3 separate regions of the Mus musculus genome follow, and all the other regions are linked to region 1. A link is a contact called in public promoter capture Hi-C data. All regions are on one chromosome and are shown on one strand. The core of a region is the stretch at or near the end of the contact, and the rest is flanking DNA. Distances in the headings are between cores, read along the strand shown.

Evidence for each region. Promoter capture Hi-C pulls out the DNA fragments that hold promoters and counts their contacts.
Region 2: a promoter capture Hi-C map of pre-B cells shows a contact between it and region 1, with 16 times the contacts expected there. The contact joins the promoter of Ppid here to the promoter of Map9 in region 1. A contact is called at or near these places in 2 of 39 promoter capture datasets (liver and pre-B cells), 1 of 115 datasets of contacts at active chromatin or transcription factors (astrocytes) and 1 of 9 other capture datasets (liver).
Region 3: a contact with region 1 is called in a promoter capture Hi-C map of pre-B cells, with 11 times the contacts expected there. The contact joins the promoter of 4930579G24Rik here to the promoter of Map9 in region 1. A contact is called at or near these places in 5 of 39 promoter capture datasets (the 3T3-L1 cell line, hippocampal neurons, liver and 1 more), 4 of 484 Hi-C or Micro-C datasets (CD4 T cells, CD8 T cells and the HL-1 cell line), 1 of 115 datasets of contacts at active chromatin or transcription factors (astrocytes) and 2 of 9 other capture datasets (adipose tissue and liver).

What each region holds. Positions count from the first base shown.
Region 1 is chr3:82,356,588-82,359,772 of GRCm38.p6, reverse strand. Map9 (microtubule-associated protein 9) reads right to left here and starts at 1,701. Exons shown (of 14, transcript NM_001081230.1): 1 at 1,518-1,701; 2 at 649-798. The coding sequence starts at 723.
Region 2 is chr3:79,589,608-79,592,792 of GRCm38.p6, reverse strand. Ppid (peptidylprolyl isomerase D (cyclophilin D)) reads right to left here and starts at 1,456. Exons shown (of 10, transcript NM_026352.4): 1 at 1,236-1,456. The coding sequence starts at 1,320.
Region 3 is chr3:79,627,422-79,630,606 of GRCm38.p6, reverse strand. It overlaps 4930579G24Rik (RIKEN cDNA 4930579G24 gene), which reads right to left and starts at 1,528. Exons shown (of 2, transcript NM_029482.1): 1 at 1,251-1,528. The coding sequence starts at 1,430. Etfdh (electron transferring flavoprotein, dehydrogenase) reads left to right here and starts at 1,840. Exons shown (of 13, transcript NM_025794.2): 1 at 1,840-2,089. The coding sequence starts at 2,056.

The DNA.
Region 1 (3,185 bases), core at 452-2,951:
CTTTACTCTAAGCCTACGCTGTACAACGTACCCACGTCATCAGACTCAGCGCAGAATTGAGCCATTTCCTCGGGACTGGTAAATAAATAGGAAGTGACTACTAGTATTAGATAGATTAATTGCAGGTTACAATCTTCGCTAAATGCTAATGAATGATAGGGGCATCAATTTAATTGGATTTACTAGAAACTGACATTCTGTTACAGATGCCTACATTTTGAGGGAGGGAAGTGCTTAGGTTTGACAAGCATGACAGGCTACTTTGATAGCCTACCACTGAGGCAGACCCTCAGCCTCAAACTGGTCCTTGAAGTGTATTACAGAGATGGGCATAATGTGATAAACACGGGAACAAGAGTTGGATGCAGCATTGGCACAGTCAGACCTTGTGACGCTTACGACAGAAAACCAAAATCTAAAGAGAGCCAAGCTCTGAAGTCGCTCTTTGGCTTGCAACTTAGAAACCAAATATTGAAGACAGGATCCTACAGAGAGGGGTGTTTCAATACTGGAGCCCAAAGTTGACAGATGACCTACAACACACTAACAGTGAAGCAAGAACTCCTCCCACGTCATGCCAGATCTTGTGAGAACCAGCAAGGGCTAGGCAGCAGCATAATCAAAACCAAATGCTTTGCAGCGTTTTACCTGAAAGGAAGTTCTCTTGGTAGCCTTTGGACTCTTGGTGTACGCCAAAGTTGTGCTGAAGATTTCATCGGACATGGTGTGTCCTTTTTCTCTGCTTTTATACAACAGTTAATAAATTACTGAAATAATTCATTCAACCTCTGATGGTGGCTGAAATATACATATAAATATTTTAAAGAATTAGACGTTTTTACATGATCAAGACACTGTTCCTGGGATTAGTGCCCCACAACCCCGCTCCAAAGAGAAATCGCTCTAATCATTGTACAATATATTCACCTAAAAACGTTAAGAGCGTTTTATGTTAAGTACATAAAAATTTCACAACAAATTGGTTTTCACGAAAAGAAAATCCATGAGGAAGTTATTACTGTTCTACATCCACTAGAAGGATGAATGAACTACATAATAACAAAATGTTGCCAAACAATTTCACTTTCCATTATTAAAAACACACAGCATTGCGGACGCCACCACGACTTAGTTCAAGCTGCAACCAAGAGGACTGTCAAGGTTCCCAGCCCCGGAAATGGCTTGCACATAACAGTATTCAAAACGATGCTTAACCACAAGCAGCAGCGACATTTTCCCAAACCATTCGTTTGCTGTTACACACACATCTCCACACTAAGTTGCAGCACATCAGGCTTCCAGCGCGCGACGTCGGAGGCCCATTTGGATCGCCGGCCACCGCCCAGAGCTCCCCGGGCTGGCCAGGCGGCGTCCGCATCCCAGCTCCGCGCGGCTCCCGGCCCAGCACGCGCCAGGGCCCCGCACACCCAGCACGGTCCCCTCCGTTCCTCCACGTACCACGGCCCGCGCCTCCTGCATCCACCCCGCTCCCCGTGCACCCGGGCCCCTGTGACCACCTGAGAACCCAGCGGCTATGCTCTAGCACAGGTGTCGCCCCCGGCCCGGGCCTCGCGGTCTGGGAAACCAGGTATTGGAATAACCTGGAGGCGGGGCAAAAGATGGAGGCAGAAGGCGGTTGCTAGGCAACAGCGTCCCCGGGAGGAAGTGACTTCCAACCGCCTGGTCTCTTGGGTACCCAACACCGCCTTTCCGCCGGCGTCGCTGGGACAACCGCACAGACCAAGGAAGTGACATCACTGGTGGAGGTGTTGGGAGCGCGGTGCCCTATCAGCTTGTGTGCAATGGCTGTTACCTAGGAAACAAGACCGGCCCTCTGCCATCACGCCACAAGGAACCTTGATTGCCCCTGCTCAGAGTCCTTGTTTATAGGCAGGTATTGCGTGACCACGATGCAAAGCTTCCTTTTGCTAGTTAGAACGTGGAATGCGTGAGTCAGTGCAGTGTCAGCGGACTCAACAGAACGACGTAGTAGTGACGTTTGCAATCGTCGGAGTTAAACTGCACGTTTGATTCTTGGAATATGCAAAATAAGATCTCTATGATTTGATAAGAAACTAATAAGACTGTCTCCTTAAAGGATTGCAGTGAATACCGAATACAATATATAGCGAAATATTGGGAAATGTTTAGAATCGCATTCAGTTAATATTACATAGGAGCGTTTCTTGTAAGTAATGCAGTTGGGGGGGGGGGGGCGGAGGAGGAGGAGGCAGAGAGTAGGGGTAGGGGTGTGTGTGCTAAAGTATCCCATAAGCACACACAGCCCAGAGCCTGTTTTACATCTTTGGTGAAAAGTTTACCCTTTCTATATTTAGTAGATAATCTGGTTAAAAAGAAGTCAGCAAATAAAACACAGGGGAGAAGGCTGGAAAAAGTACTGCTGACAGTATCACTATCTTTGCCATTTAATAATTTATTAATACACAAAACACTTAAACTTTTAAAGTTACACAGACTTCATCTATTTTTAACTTGAAAAAGGTATGTCGAAATCAATTCATTAACAAGTGACTAAACTTGTTTCTGTATCTCCACAATGTTTCTTTTAAAAAATAACCCTGACAAATAGATCTTTAAATACACAAAAACAAATATGAAGTTCAGTGAGAAAAAGGTTTCTAAGTAATATTTGCAATAACTCCTTTAAAAAGCCTAGTTTAAGTTTTTCAACTTGTTCTTGGTTGGTAAATTTGTTTTGGCTAATTATGTTGTTTTTAACTATTTTTAAGTGAATATCTGCATAAGGAAAAGATTTTCTATTTTCACCAGTTACTGTTAGCTTTTCTATCCTACATTTTATTAACATCTATGATTCTGATAAAGGCCCTGTACCCACGGCGGGTACCCAAATGGGAAGAACTAATTTTTAGATAATGTGTAAGGGCTCTATTCATTTGGTATTCATTTAACTGATATAACTTTAATGTAGGCATGACTTACAAAAATAAACTTACAACAACATCAATGATAGAGAACACTGAGTTCCCAGCTACCAATAGGGCCGGGTTGCACACAATGGGAATGGGTTTCGGATGGTTGTTTGCCACAAGCACAAAGTGAGAGGCTCTAAAGAGAATTCTTTCTAGCAGCAATTCAGTTGTTACACATGTGAGTTTGAGTTGAGTACTAAGTATGGGAGAGAAGGCTGGACCTGAAGTCCAGTA
Region 2 (3,185 bases), core at 207-2,706, 2.8 Mb after region 1:
CAACCACATGGTGGCTCACAACCATCTGAAATGAGATCTGATGTCCTCTTCTGAAGGCATCTGAAGACAGCTACAGTGTACTTAGATATAATCATAAATAAATCCTTAAAAAATATTTTTAAAAAAATTTTATTTTATGTGTGAGGCTGAGGCATGTAGTGTGGAGATCATGGGACAATCGCTGGGATTCAGGGTTGGTGGCAGACACCTTTACCTGCTGACCTATCTCAGGGGCCCTGCACTCAGAATTTCTAATCGCTAAGTAACTAACAGAAGACATAGTCCACTCTGTGTTCTATGGAAACTGCCTTTTGTAACCTCTGAAACAGTTCCCTTCTCAAGAATCCAAGAGACAGTTAACAATAAAATCTGTTACAAAACAAAGTGAATGCATATATACCCGTGTGTGTACCCATCCCAGCAGGTCTGGCCTACAACTCTAACATGCTTCAGAAAAGCCCAATTGAGTTACAAAGCAACACGAGGGCTTATGACAGTGTTTCTCAACCTTCTTAATGCTTCCACCCTTTAATATAGTTCCTCATCATAACTGTAAGTTTGCTACTGTTACGATTAGTAATGAAAATATCTGATATGCAACTCGGTGAAATGGTCGTTTAACAACCCACCCTCCAAGGAGTTTCCTCCACCCACCGGTTAAGCCACTGGCTTAGGGCTTCTTAGCTCTGAATCCTAGGTAACCATACAGACATAGTGCTCAATTCCATGATGCCAAAACAGCACAAACGATCGCCTACTTAAACTGCTACTATAATCAGTAATAAGGAAAAAGCACTAAGCACGAAAGTCACTCTAATTTGAAAATGATCTGGTAGCTCCCAATGTAGTTCGTGTACCAAGAGGCACGTGGCGTGTCTTGAGCCCCCCAGGCACATATCCAGGAAGCATACCGAACTATCCACCACTACTCGTCAAATCATTTCACTTTATAGTAAGTAGTGATGCAAAGGTTGCAGGGAAGTGCGATCAAAAAGAGACAAACGATAGGGACGCCACGATCCCTAAAGTAGAAGTAGAAATTTCCAGAAACTTCCACCGGAAGGGAGAGGGCGCAATCTGGACTCGTGGAGGCCAGGGCTCGCTCCGTCTGGGACCTAGGCTGCTATCCCCCTCCGGATCCCAGGCCCCGAGCCGCCGAACAGCCAGCGGGCCAAGGAGAACCGCAGCAGGGAGGCCCCGGGCGAGGGAACCGCTGAGCCGTTCGCGCCGCTCACCTCGCTCCCCGCCGATGTCCACGTCAAAGAAGACTCGCGGGTTCTTGGAGTTGGAGGGCTTGGCTGCCGGGGATGCGTGGGACATCTTCACTGCGGGCACTGGGCAGCGGGACACGAGCACCTCGTGCGCGAGACCGGAGCAAACTCTACTGCCCCTCTACGTTATAACCTGGCAACGCGCGGAAGAGTTACTTCCTGCGCACCGCCGGAAGCTGTACTCTGGTTTCCGGTGGCGCCTTCACCTTCCGGTTTCTGCGCCTGGCCCCTAATGCTTCTCTTTAGGTGGCTGTAGTGGCCGTCGGTTTCTTTTTAGTGTGTGCGCCGTTCCCTGGTGTTTGCTGCATCGCTGGGTGGAGAATTTGGAAACCATCCTAGCCTCGACTCTGCCACGAAATGCCAGTAACTACAACGAAACTTAGTTTACTCGTCTGTAAAATGGGGATAAAAATGCCTCCTCTGAGCAGACATGGTGGCTAGGCGGCACGACCTGAGTCTGATCCCCAGGATCCGTAAGGTGAAAGGAAAGAATGTTATCACCCAGTTGCCATCTGATCTCCACGAGTATGTCGTAGCATGCACACAGAAGCGCACATACATAAATTAATTGGTGCCTTCTTTTTCTTAATGCCTACCTACCTAGGGAAGGCGTTTTGGAAATTAAAGACATAAATTACTTATCAGAATGCCTGACATAAACATGTGGCTTCTAATAAATAACAGATGTCCAGTTACTATTGCCATGTTATTGTCATTTGGCCGTTAAGTTGTAAGTGACCCAGTCTAAAGCAAAGGCTCCAAATGCGCTGATGTTGAGAATCTAAAAGAGGATTTATTTGACTTCTGTTAAAACTAGATATCCTATAATAGTCTGTCTTTTTTTTTTTTTTCTAATGGGCTTGGTGTAAAATACACAACTTAAAGTTGAATGTGGTTATTCAGTACTGAGGAGGTAGAAGCAGGACGATCTATGTGAGTTCCAGGCCAGCCTGAGCTATGCCAGTAAGAATTTAAAAAGTGGCCATCCAGAGACTGTCCCACCTGAGGATTCATCCCATATACAGTCACCAAATCCTGACACTATTGTAGATGCCAAGAAATGCTTGCTGACAGGAGCCTGATATAGCTGTATATAGAGGCCCTGCCAGAGCCTTACAAATACAGAGGCGGATGCTCACAGTCAACCATTGGACTGAGGGGGTTGGGGGTCCCAATTGAGGAGTTAAGGAAAGAATTGAAGGAGCTGAAGGGGTTTGCAACCCCATAGGAAGAACAACAATATCAACCAACAGAGTTCTCAGGCACTAAGCCACCAACCAAGGAGTACACATAGCTCCGGCTACATGTATAGCAGAGAATGCCCTTGTCAGGCAACAATGGGAGGAGAGGTTCTTGATCCTATGAAGGCTGGATAGATGCCCCAATGTAGGGGAATTGAGGGTGGGAGTGAGTGGTGGGTGGAGGAACACCCTCATAGAAGCAGGGGGAGGGGGTGGGATAGGGAGTTTCTGGGAGTGAGAAGCCAGGAAAGGGGATAACATTTTGAAGTGTACATAAAGAAAATATGCAATTTTTAAAAAAGAATAAGAAAGTACATTTAGGACGAGTAGCTTTGGCATAGGCCTGTTATGCCAGTAGTTGATTCCATGCCAGGAGAATCCAAAGTTCAAGTTAGCCTGGGCTAAGTAAAGAGGCACTCACTCCAAAAAGACAAAAAAGGAGGTAAAACATTGTTAAGACTGGCCAGGTGGCACTTATGAGGTAGAAACAGGAAGATGGATAGTCCCAGGTTAGTCAGTACTACAGAACGAGACCTTACCTTTAAAAAATAAATAAATAAACCAGCCCAGGAAAAAAATTAACCAGCCCAAGTTGGTACCCAGCACCTATAATCTCCGCACTAGAGGCAAGAGTATCAGGAGCTAAACACCCAAACAAGCTCGCTCTTCTGTA
Region 3 (3,185 bases), core at 279-2,778, 2.7 Mb after region 1:
GAACACTTATTTTTGAGCTATAAATAAGTAAATAAATAATAAAATCAAAGAACTTATACTCTAAGCTGAGCTGACAGAACATCTAAAATCACACACAGCTATGAAAAACTCACTTTTAAATCAAATGCTTTCTTCACCAAAAAATATAAAATAACACTTTTTTTATATCATGTCAGCATTTATTGTTCACATTTATTTGTAACCTGTATTGTTTGGGGGGAGGGACCTGGACTAATACTTCAGCCATCTCTTTTGACAAAAGAATAAAAACCTGTCAGCCAGTTCTAGTTTCCAAATCTTTTGTGTGGTTATTCCACAACCCTCTCCAGGAAGATTGTCTGCTACATACTTCAGTCCTTTCTCCCTCTCAAAGAGTCCTTATAAAGTGCCACTGTAAACACATAAGTGGATGCTCACAGTCAGCTATTGGATGGATCACAGGGCCCCCAATGGAGGAGCTTGAGAAAGTACCCAAGGAGCTAAAGAGATCTGCAACCCTATAGGTGGAACAACATTATGAACTAACCAGTACCCCGGAGCTCTTGACTCTAGCTGCATATGTATCAAAAGATGGCCTAGTCGGCCTTCAATGGAAAGAACGGCCCATTGGACTGGCAAACTCTATATGCCTCAGTACAGGGGAACGCCAGGGCCAAAAAGTGGGAGTGGGTGGGTAGGGGAGTGGGAGAGGGTATGGGGGACTTTTGGGATAGCATTGGAAATGTAAATGAGGAAAATACCTAATAATAAATAAATAAAGTGCCGCTGTGACCCTCCAACCCCTCAGCGTTATACGTGTTGGGGTCAGGAAGTTATTTCTGGGAATTCGAGATTGAACAAAAACTTTACAGAATTTTTGCATTGCAAGATTCTGTTCTAAACTGTCCTATCAAATCCATCTGCCGGCTGTGATTAGCCCTGGTCCACTCAAGTCCAACACAGAGCCAAGTAAGCGACACACAACAGCATCACCAGCTGGCCCTGGGCTGGTGGCCAACTAGAAGCACAAGCTCGAGTCCCTTAGAAAGCACCAATGGGCAAGGAGGCAAGCTATGACCGCCCAAAGTGCTCCGAGGGATGGGAGGAGGCGGAGAGAGGATCCTGGCAGCGGGGCTGCGGATGACCGCTAGCAGAAGGAGAAGGAAAGAAAGATGCGGGAAGAGAGAGCCGAGGCTAGCCCTCAACTCCAAGAACCGCAGGCAGGAGCACCCTAGCTGCAATCAGCTCTCAGCCGCAACGGCGACACTCACGTCTCCGATCTGCAGCTCCACTTGCTCCAGCGGGTCCACGGTTGGACCGGGACTCCTGCTCGGATCCCGCCAGCCCAAACTCACTGGCATGCTGAGGGACGACGAAGAGGCGCCTGACGACGGAGATGAGGGAGGCGGCGGCGGCGGCGAAGAAGCCCGAAACTCCTCAGAGTCAGCCATGGGAGTGAGCTGGGGCTACTGGACCGGATCAAGCAACCGAACCCTCACCAACTGCCTTTCGACCGCTCGCGCCCAAAGCCCATAGGCTCCGCCTCCTCCCACACGGAGTCCCGCCCCATCTTCTCGTTTGTCTCTGCCCTGGACCCCAAGTACGTCTCATTTTTTCCAGACAGCCAATCAGATATCAAGCCAGGCGTCACCAGGCTCCTGCGCACAGCTCCAGGAGCTAAACACTACAACTCCCAGAATGCCTAGCAAATCAGCCTCGCTATGCTTCTAGGGCGCATGCGCACACGCGAGAGCTTGTCGGCCTCTTCTGCACACTAGGTTCCTGGCTGAGGATGACTGGGAGATGGAGTCTTCTGCCTTTTCCTGGCTTGTATGTGACCCGGAAACCTTACTGGCCTTCGTGTCCTCTGTGGCGCCGGCGCAAAGCAGAAGAGGGGCGGGTACGCCGCGAAGCAAGGGCGGTCGGCAGAGCCCAGACGCTGACAGAAGCTGAGCAGTCGGGGCTTCTTGGCAGGTGATGGCGCCCCTCGTAGCCTAGAAGTCCAGCACCCTCGGCAAGCCGCAGACCCACGCCTCTCTCCTTTGTATCTGGTCAAGTCTCCGGGTCACTTTGAACATGTTGGTGCGACTAACCAAGCTGTCCTGCCCTGGTGAGACGAAACTCCTGGTGGGGACAGAAGGAGCAAGGTGGATAAGTTGGGACAAAACAAGACTGGGGCCACACCCGGGGTACTGCCAGCATCTCTTTCCTTGTCTATTGTCTTAGGCTAAACTAGGGCAAAGGTCAATGCTGTCAGCGCCTGGTGGCCGACCCTACCTTACCGACCTTGGAGTTGCCCCAGTTGGCAGAATTATCATCTAGGTTAAAGGTCATGAGAAGAGAAAATTGTCAACACTGCCCCCTCGGTGGAGTTCCCCCAAATGCCGCTCCTAATCTTTACCTCAAGGCTCAGGTATTATCTGCCGCCTTATTAGGAATGGGAAAGAAAGAAAAACTTGTGTGGGTTTTCGCCTTGGCTCTGACCTGACTTTGCAGCCATAATAGTCTAATCTTAATTGAAGTCTGAGCTCTCATATCGTATTAACTCATATATTACCAATTATGTCTGGAGTCGGAATTTTTTCTGCATTATCCAGAGTTAACACCAGGCGTTTCTGTTATGGGTGTTTCTTAAAGCAGTTGCAGGATAGTTTTAAGTTTTTACTTAAAAACAACCCCCTCGTTCAAACAGAAGTTTAGAGGATCTTGAATTCTGTTGTAACTGGCTTAATATAAATCTTTACTGAAGTTAATTTGGCTGTGGGATTTTTAAACAAGTATTTGTATACTTGTTTAAACAATATGGTGTATATTCAAACCAAGCATCTATTATCCACAGAAGATGGTATGCTTTGAGAGCCATCAGTTTACAGTCTAATTTAGATGCAGTCTTGGATCTAGTCAGTGACTTTTCTTTAAACGCTAATTTGTTACATTTTCATTACTCAGTGTTACCTCTAGTGGTGACAACTAAATGTGCTAAGTATGTCGTGTATGGCTGATCCGGTGTTCAGTGACTCTGACTTTGCTTTCTACTGGAACTCTGTCTTTATGCCTAAATGTTCAGATGGGTCATGAGAGATACCATGCTCGTTTAAGCAAAGGAATAAACGTTATACCTTTTTAAAATTCTCTGGTGGGAATCAGAGGCCACGGTTCCAACTGTTCTCGAGCAAATTAGTAGCTGTACAAATAATAGAATGAAT